Linked DNA regions of Rattus norvegicus: region 2 is linked to region 1. The links are chromatin contacts, called in public Hi-C maps. All regions are on one chromosome and are shown on one strand. The core of a region is the stretch at or near the end of the contact, and the rest is flanking DNA. Distances in the headings are between cores, read along the strand shown. Region 1 holds the start of Ankh (ANKH inorganic pyrophosphate transport regulator). Region 2 overlaps Ankh (ANKH inorganic pyrophosphate transport regulator).

The links. Hi-C and Micro-C count contacts between places; a contact is called where the count stands out from the background.
Region 2: a Hi-C map of liver shows a contact between it and region 1, with 4 times the contacts expected there. The contact joins the enhancer-like site here to the promoter of Ankh in region 1. A contact is called at or near these places in 8 of 12 Hi-C or Micro-C datasets (the A7r5 cell line, Schwann cells, frontal cortex and 4 more) and 1 of 1 datasets of contacts at active chromatin or transcription factors (oligodendrocytes).

Annotation. Positions count from the first base shown.
Region 1 is chr2:79,880,817-79,885,038 of GRCr8, reverse strand. It overlaps Ankh (ANKH inorganic pyrophosphate transport regulator), which reads right to left and starts at 1,588. Exons shown (of 12, transcript NM_053714.2): 1 at 1,199-1,588. The coding sequence starts at 1,294.
Region 2 is chr2:79,988,864-79,993,463 of GRCr8, reverse strand. The region is part of intron 8 of Ankh (ANKH inorganic pyrophosphate transport regulator); the gene reads right to left. Among named protein-coding and RNA genes, the nearest start is that of Otulin, 56 kb to the left of the region's middle. Within about 2 kb of position 1,348, at least 33 of the 93 cell types and tissues checked have an H3K27ac peak or open chromatin away from gene starts, as enhancers often do. A contact at or near this core is called in liver, where this site is marked.

The DNA.
Region 1 (4,222 bases), core at 339-2,838:
TATGGGTCTCTTAAGGGGATCTGAGACTTGCTGTGTGGTTCCTTTTTGTGATCACCCATGTTCAGTGACCACACTTTTCAGTGGAATCTAAATTTCTACCCTCAAAGTTCTGCCACTGGCTCTGTGTAAATCGCAAACTCGCCTTTATACTCACAAACAAAACCTACTCAAGAAACACTCCATACATCATTCCCCACGGAGAGGTGGACTACACCTGCCATCCAGTGACTGTCTAAAACTCCTCACTCCCGCCTCCACTCCTGAACAGACAGAGCCCCGTAATGAACAAAAGAGCATTTATCCCACTGCTTTGAATGGGGAAAAAAATAGCCCATTTGCAAAAGTAGCTCTATCTTACACTTTTGAAAAGATACAGCTCCCATCCCAAAAATCCTCTCCCGGGCCTTCGGATGTAACTGCAACTGCCTGGAAGCCCTGCAAAAGGGTACCAGTGCCTCACCGCTGGAGAGCCTGCAGCACCAGATAGGGAATGACGCCATATGGAGATAGCATGAAAAAAGAAAGGACGAGAAGGCAGCACTAGAAATGTGCTCCGGTCCAAGAAGGTAAAAGGAGGGGGAGGAAGAGAAAGAAAGAGAGAAAGAGAGAAAGAGAGAAAGAGAGAAAGAGAGAAAGAGAGAAAGAGAGAGAGAGAGAGAGAGAGAGAGACTAAAGTAAAGAGATAGTCAGTGGTCCACTATGCCAGGTACCTTCAGGACACCCCTAATCCTTACCTAGGCTACAAGCAAATATGTAAATTTGGAAGTACGTGGGAAATCTACTTGGAGCCATTGTAGAGCAAATTCTCCCACCATCACCACCATCACCAACCCTGTGCAAGTAAAAAGCCAGCACTAAATGCTACTAGAAACTACATGGAGTTCTTGGGCCCCAGGTTTACATAATCACAAATTACATAATACTCATCCCCAGCACGAAACCCCCTTCTATAGGTGAAGTTCCCCCATCATCCCGTCGCTTGCCATTTTCCAAAGAACGCTGGAAAAGTCTCCAATATCTGCGAAGGGAGAAGATGGGGTGCTGCAAAAGTCATCCTCATAAGCTGCAAAGCCGTGTCAAATGGTCCAGGGTAAAGGGGGCTCGGAGCAGGTGACTCCCTTCCTCCCGCATCCCTCAGCGCCCGGCATCCAAGGCCGAGGCTGGGCGAGCGGGGCGCACCGGGCGCGGCCGGGCTTACCTGCTCCCCGAAGTCGATGGCTATGTTGGTGATGCCAAGGGGCACCAGGAACCGGATCAGGGGCCAGTAGTGCGTGAGCGCCGGGAATTTCACCATAGTCCCCGCCGTGGGCTGACCCCACACTCATCTGCCGCCGCGAGGGCACTGTGCTGGGAGGCGCGCGGAGCGCGGCGCGGGGACGGAGGCCGCGGCTGGCGGGGCCTGGGGCGGCGGCTGCTCGCGGCGGCGGCGTCCTCTCCAAGCGCGGCTGCTCTAGCAGAAGAGCCGCGAGCTCAAGTCCATCCCCGCTGCCCTCCCACACAACAAAGATCTGCCGGGGAGAAAGAGAGGAGGAACAGGGACAGCGGCAGTGGCGGCGGCGGCGGCAGCAGAGGCTTCTGCTGACAGCGGCTCCATTATAAGCGCTCTGGGCCCGGAAATAAATAAATAACCGCGCGCACGAGGCGCCTCCGCCGCCGCCGCCGCCGCGCGGAGGAAATCAGGGGCGGGCGGAGGCGCGACACCGCTGGCGACCCGGGGAGGGGGCCGGCCGGGCGCCGCCTCCCGGCTCCGCTGCGCGCGGCCCGGCCGCGGGGGGCGCTGCGCTCGCACGGGCCGCTGCAGTCCCCACCCGCGTGGGACCCGGGCGCCGCCTGGGCCGGGCGCGCGGAGCGAGGAGGCTGGCGGGCGGGGACTCGGGGCCGCACCGCCTGGGTGACTCGACACCGACCGCCCCACGCCGTCCGGTGAAGAGCGTCCGGGAAGGCCGCGTGAGCGCCGTCTCCAGAGTTGGGAACCCGGCGCAGAGCTCCGGGGACTGCGGGGCTGGAAAGGCCCCGGCGTCTGGGTGGCCTCTAGGCGGGCAAGAAGCTGCTTTAGGGTGATGGGGATATCGCTGCATCAGAGGGAGAGAAGGAAGGTTTACCCGAAGGAGCATCTCTCCTGATGGAGATCTGAGGCCCCTGGGGTCCCTGGGGAAAATACACTGGGTAGTAGGGACTGACCGCCCGGGGCTGGGTTTCTGTGATGCTCCACACGGGTTTCCAGCTTTTGCTAGTAACGTGCAACTGTTTACCTATTTTAAAGCCAACCGGTAAATCTGCTTTTAAATTGAAAAGAAGGGGGGGGGGGGAGAAAATCTGCTCGGCTGTGTTATAATATGCCCCCAGTGATTTCCTGATAAATCGTTTGCTGAGCTGAGACTCTTACCTAAACCTGAACAACTTGACAAAGCCAGCATCAGCCGGTGTCCCAGTGTAGTGTATGAAAAAAAGGCTCCAAGGCAGTGACAGAAGCATTCTAAGCAGGGCGGGGCTGGCCTCCATGAGAAGCATACAGTCACAAAAAGCCACTTTATAGCAGGTCGCAGGTCTTGTGCTTGCTTTGACTCTCTGTTCTTACCTTAATTTTTTACCTTAATATTTATTTTATTATTTTATGTGTGTGGGCTTTTTTTTTTTTTTTTTTTTTTTTTGCCTGCATGTATGTCTCTGTATCTTATACTTGCCCAGCACCCACAGAGGCCAGAAGAGGCCATTGGATCTTCTCCTGGATTACAGAACTTTGTGAGCTGCCATGTGGGTGGTGGAATGGAATCCAGGTCCTCTGGAAGAGCAGCCTGTGGTCTCAACTGCTGAACCATCTCTGTGTTCAGAGATGCCCTCTTGAAATGATTAATTTCTGAACGAGGGGGTCTTGGGTTTTCATTCTATTGCAGTTAATTTAGGCAGTTTGTTCTCCTCTTATCTTCTTCCTATGCATCTTTTAAAATAAGCATATGGGGTTAAACTTATGTATTGCTTAAAACAACCGAGTATTTTGTTCTGAGAAATAAACCCATTCCCTTTGATTATCTCTAAGGCTCATGTTAATATTGTACTTGAAGGTAATTGGAGGCAGGAGGATTGCTGTAAGTTCCAGGCCAGTCTTGGCTACATAAGGAGTTCCAAGCCTGCTAGGACTCTAAGAGAGACATTACCTTTGAAAACTAATTAAATACATAGGTAAGCAAATAAATAATGGCTTGAGACATTAACTTTCTGGTGCAGATTTTCCCAACTGCATTGCAAGTATTAAATATTTCCATATTTGATGCCTTTATCCCCTTCGGTTCTATACAGTGTGATTGAGGTCCCTAAAAATCAGGAAACCAATTTACCCAAAGGACCGTGTAACCCCAAATTACATCACCTAGAATTAAAACAAAACTTTGGTCATTGTTCATTTCGTTTAATATGTCAAACAGTTGCCCTTAAAAGAGATTTTTTTCCAGCAAAACAGGAAGTTCTTGTGTACAACACCCTCCCCAGGAGCAATTCCTGAAAGGTGTGTTTCTGTGTAGTCAGTTATTAAGCTAACCGGACTATTTAAAGGAGTTCATGCAGGGAGAAAGACTTCTGTTCTAAAGCAAATATGTTCTGGTGGTTTACCCATTCTGTTAGTCTAGCTTTTCATAAGCTCATTCCAATTAAAGTGATCTACTTGTGCTGACCTTTGTCCGGGATGTGAATTGATGAGGTCCTGGATCAATGCACCTGAAGGCCAGTTTGCTCTCGCTGGTCTCTGGATGAGGGCTGCCACAGCTTAGCTGCTACAGTGGCATGCACACCCACTTCGGTCTGAAGGGGATGGTGAGAAAAATCAGTCAAAGGCCATTATCCTTTGAGTGATTTTTAAATGTCTCCTTAATGAGTATGTTGGTGTCATCGTTGATTAAGGACAAGGATATCTTTTTTAGACTTTAAGGGAATATAAATTCAACTAACACCAGGGAAACTTAAAAAAGGAAATGAAGTATTTAATTGGTTTGTTGTTGTTTATTGTTTTGTTTTGTTTTTCACTAAAGTATCACAGCCAGGGGGTTGAGAAATGGCTCAGCAGTGCTGACTCTCTCTGGAAGAGGACTCCAGTTTGGTTCCCAGCAACCAAGTCTGACGATGGCATGCCACTGCCTGCATCTTCTACTTCTGCAGGCACCTACACTCGTGTGCACAGTGCCCCTCCCCCAGTGCACGCACACTCATAACTAAAAAGAAAATAGATATT
Region 2 (4,600 bases), core at 99-2,598, 110 kb before region 1:
AGGATGGGTGATGCCAGGCCTCCCTACAGCAGAAGAACCCATGGTAACACCAAAGGCTTCTTGTGTCTGTATCCAAATGTTCCCTTTTATAAGAATACCAGCCACACTGGATTCGGGGCCAAGCTTGCCATAGAACCTGAACCCCATTTCCAAATAAGGTGGCCTTTTTGGGACTGGGGTTAACATTACAACATCTGAACAGACGCAAGTCAACCTATGGCAAACAGAAGAGAAAATTCCAGGTGTGTTCCTGGTCTCCCTCCTTTCTATTAACTCAGAAAGTTAACAGAACGCCTAAAGTTCAAGAAAGCAACCTATCTAATACAGGTTCCTGCTTCAAGTCCTTGCCTTCACCAGGGCTCAGGCAGATCAGAGTGACATGATTCTAATGTCCTTTTGTGTGTGTGTGTGTGTGTGTGTGTGTGTGTGTGCGCGTGTGTGTGCAGCCGGGAGTGTATGTGCAGACACACAGCAGTAGTTGACGGACACGGTCTCTCATCACTCTCGACCTCTGCATTCTCCTCTCTGAACCCAGAGTGGCCCATTTGGCTACACTAGAGAGCTCCCCCACCTCTCCTCCTGCACTCCAGTGTGAGCAGCTGTGCATGGCTTTCACGTGGGTGAGATCAACCTTTGCTCTTCATGACTGTGTGGCAAAGCCCTTTAGCCACTGAGCCCTCTCCCTACCCCCTATTTTAACTTCTCGCTGAAGAACCAGACCCTCAATTCCAACAGATCCTGATCGCAGATGTCCCTGGATCTATATGCCATCCTTCTCCGTCTGCCTTAGGTGGCAGCTACACGCTCGGCCCATACCTGCCTTCTTCCCTGAGCGGCTCTGGCTAGTTGAAGCCGAGGGCTCGGTTCCTATGTGAACAATGGGATGCAGTGTGGAGGCCTGGCAGTCCTCCAACCTTGGCATGACCCAAGTGCCTTTTCAACCCTACTGAGAGCTGCATTCCACACTTGCATTCTTAACACGGGTCAGCTCACCAAAACCAACCTTAGCCAAAAACATTATGTCTAATTTACTGGTTTCTAAATTATACATCTTTATAAGTTCTTCTGAAGCTCACAGCCTGTACTGGAAAGGCTCACAGTGTCCCAGGGAGTAAGGGAGAGCTCCTGGGTTTGGGGCTCCTCACCCTGTATTATAGACACCTGCACCTCTGTCATTCTGTCTTTCTGTGGCAACCTCCCGTCTCTGACAGTCGACCCTTCCTCCATCTGTCTATCAGTTTGTCTCCTGTCCATGCTCCTTGATTTCTCAGTGTCTGAGTTCAGGGGATGTTGGGATGGCTGCAGAGGCTGTCCCCAGAAGTGCCTCACTGGCCCCACCTGCCAAGATCCATTTGGATGGCTGCCTCTTTCTACTGTGTACAAAGGGGTTAGAGGGCCTCTGAGTTAGCCAAATCCATGTTTTGCATAGATTTGTTTCCACTTCTCCTGGGGAAGGGGGCCCCATTCTTGGCGCCAGCTCCCCCAAACTAAAGCAGTGGGGAATCTAAGAGGAGAAATGCCCAGTGCTCTTAAAGGGCCCTTTGTGAGCTCAAATGGAAGCCGGTCCACTGTTAGCAGCCGAAGCTCTTAGAGCTCCACTTCACCATGATTTGTTGGGTCGGAAAGAGTTCAAGGGAGAAGGGATCCCCAGACAAGGTTTGAGTTAGTAAGAAAACCCTGTAAATTTAGCAGCCTGACTTACTGGCTTTTATTGAGCTGGCCTAGGTTCTGGAAACAGGTGCTCTGTCACCTTTTTGTGATACTTCTGCCACTCTACGTGAGCAACTTTTATTTCAGCCCTAAATCTAGAGCCCAGCAGGAAGTATGACAAGCTTCTGGGCAAGTGTATGGTAGAGCCTTGTGGGCACGCATGTGCTGGCTGCATGGGCATGTGTGCAGTAGGGATTTTCAGCTCACCAGTTCCTTCTCCAGCCAGAGAAGTCTCCTCACTGCCTGGTCCAGACCACCCTCTCCTCATGCTCACAACACCGTCTATTGAGACAAACAGCCTTCTAGGACACACTGGTTGTCACAGGACTTAACAGTCACAAAAGTAAAAGCAACTGTGGCTCTACAGGAAGGTTCTGGCAAAGTGGCCACTGCTCATGGCTACCTATTCTTTGAGTTTGGATCCTTATCTGGACAGCTCTGGTTTGCACTTCAGCCTCTCCTGTATGGCTACGGTACAGCACCCCCACAGGCAACCATCCTTTGACACAGTTCCTGTGAATTTTTGTCCTCTTTTCTTGTGGGGGATCCAGTCAACGTGCTAACCCCAGTCTACTCCCCCCTTGCTCTTAGGGGCTAATTATCTGGCGATCTACTCCTTTGAACTGGATCTTTGAGACCCACCAAAGATTCCAAACCTGCCTTTTATCTCACTGGATCAGGTGGTTTGCAGACGAGGCTGCTTTCCCATGAAGCATGATCTGAAGGATAAGCAGCATCAGATGCTAACATGTTACAACAGCAAATACTGTTTCCCTGCCTCACACTCCTCCTGAGTTCACTTCCTCACGAGGAGCATATGCCTTGGTGAAAGGTGGCAGCCGACTGATTGATTCAAGGGTTATCATGGATGGGTAACGTAGCCCCTAGGTTACGTACACTTGCTTGTGAATGGCTGAGGGTAAGAGGACCAGTAGATGTGCAAGAATTAATGTGTGGTGTGATATTACAAGGTATTAAATATGTACACACACTGACAGTCAAAGGTTTGGTTTAGAAAAATCTAGTTTCACATTTTCTATAAAAATTTTCACATAGAAAATTTAGCATCAATTCCTCCAGCCAAGGTGTTGGATCAATAGACTCCATTGAGCCACAGATTCACATACTGTAGCGTTTAATGCTGAAGAAACTCTGTGCTCGAGCAGAGTCACATCCTCTCGTCTGGGGACTGGGGAAGCTAATGGGACAGAGTTCAGGCAGCTGAGCTCTGGCAGGGCAATAGCAATAGCAGGGCTATTGCTGGGCAAGTGGGTGAATCACTTATTCTAAGTTGCTTCTTTTTCCAAAATTAAAGTCTTTTAAATCTTCATCTCCAAATCCCCTTCCCATAAGGGCTTCCACATCCTTATTTCTTTTTTTTTTAAAGATTTATTCATTTATTATATATAAGTACACTGTAGCTGTCTTCAGATACACCAGAAGAGAGAATCGGATCTCTTTACAGATGGTTGTGAGCCACCATGTGGTTGCTGGGAATTGAGCTCATGACCTCTGGAAGAGCAGTCGGGTGCTCTTAACCGCTGAGCCATCTCTCCAGCCCCACATCCTTATTTCTAAGGTGGACTCGCACCGAGACAGTTCCACTTATGTATGTTTTCTTGATCTGGGATTAAATATAAGAAATCAACATCTGCCTGGGAGAGAGATAATGGCATTTTTCCAGATCCTGCCATTATCTTAAACTTGCTAGAGATCAAATTCACTGAGATTCAAATTATTGGCCATGAATCATTGCCCTCTTCACTCAAGCCCAGCTATGGGAAGCTAAGCCCACATAAGAGGAGGCAGGTTGAGGAGCCTGGCAGCTGAGCCATCGGGCCCCGAACTGTTGGCTCCGAGCAGATGAGGCCCAGTCCCACAATCTGGCTTCCAGTCATCTTTTGACTCCAAGTCATTTAACAGCCTCCAAAAGCTGAGGTCTGTTCCTGGAACAGAAGCTTCTCTGGTTTTTTCCTAAAATACCCTCTTGAGTAGTTTCAAAGTTGCTCAGTGTTTTGCTAACATTTTAGGGAACTATGGAAAAACTGGCACACCATAGGAAGAAAGAAGAAATGCCAACAGGGGACCAGGTCACCTGGGGTCACTGGTCAACTCCAACTTCAGATGTAGTCAGAAATTCTCTCCAAGCTGGGAGCCTTGGGTTCAGTGTGTGCTGCCCCACCTCACAGGGACAGGTGGCTGCAGGGGTAGGGGTGGTGGTGATGGGGTCCAGGTTATGATGTTGTGGCTCAGTGGTCCCAAAGGCTTTCTGTGACTGTATGTTTTGTGTTGTCAAGCACGACTCAGCTGCTGGACCAGGTAGTAAGCTATACGTTTTGCCTGGCCACTGGGGGTCTGAAGCAGGGACCGCTTCTCGAGGATAATCAAGCTGAATAGTTCTGAGGACTATGGCGACAGGGCAGTTACTGTCCAGCTGTCCTCAGGAAGATACTTCAGCTCTTGGTCCTCTGTACTGGCTGTTAACGATGACTGCAGAACACACTCAGGCCATCAGTATAGAGTATGTATAAATGGAAATTAAGTTCTATGGGACTCTAGGAGTAGTACAGCTGCAGCAACAAGGGAAAACGGAGCTAAGTTCAAAAGGGCCACATTCCTTAACCCCTTAACAGTCCCGTGGCACAGCTGCTCTGCTGGTTGGCTTGTTCCCCTGCCTTTAGTAACCGATTAAACTACCAGTCTCAGATGGTACAGTGCTTCCTTTGGCTTTTACAGCATGTGCACAGTCCCTCACGTTTTCTGAAATTCTCTTCCCACATGGGAGCTTGGTGATACTAGGATGTGTTGTTGACTTAAGAATGTACACCAAGACTCCTGGGAGGCAGAGGCAGGCAAATCTCTGAGCTCTAGGCCAGCCTGGTCTACACAG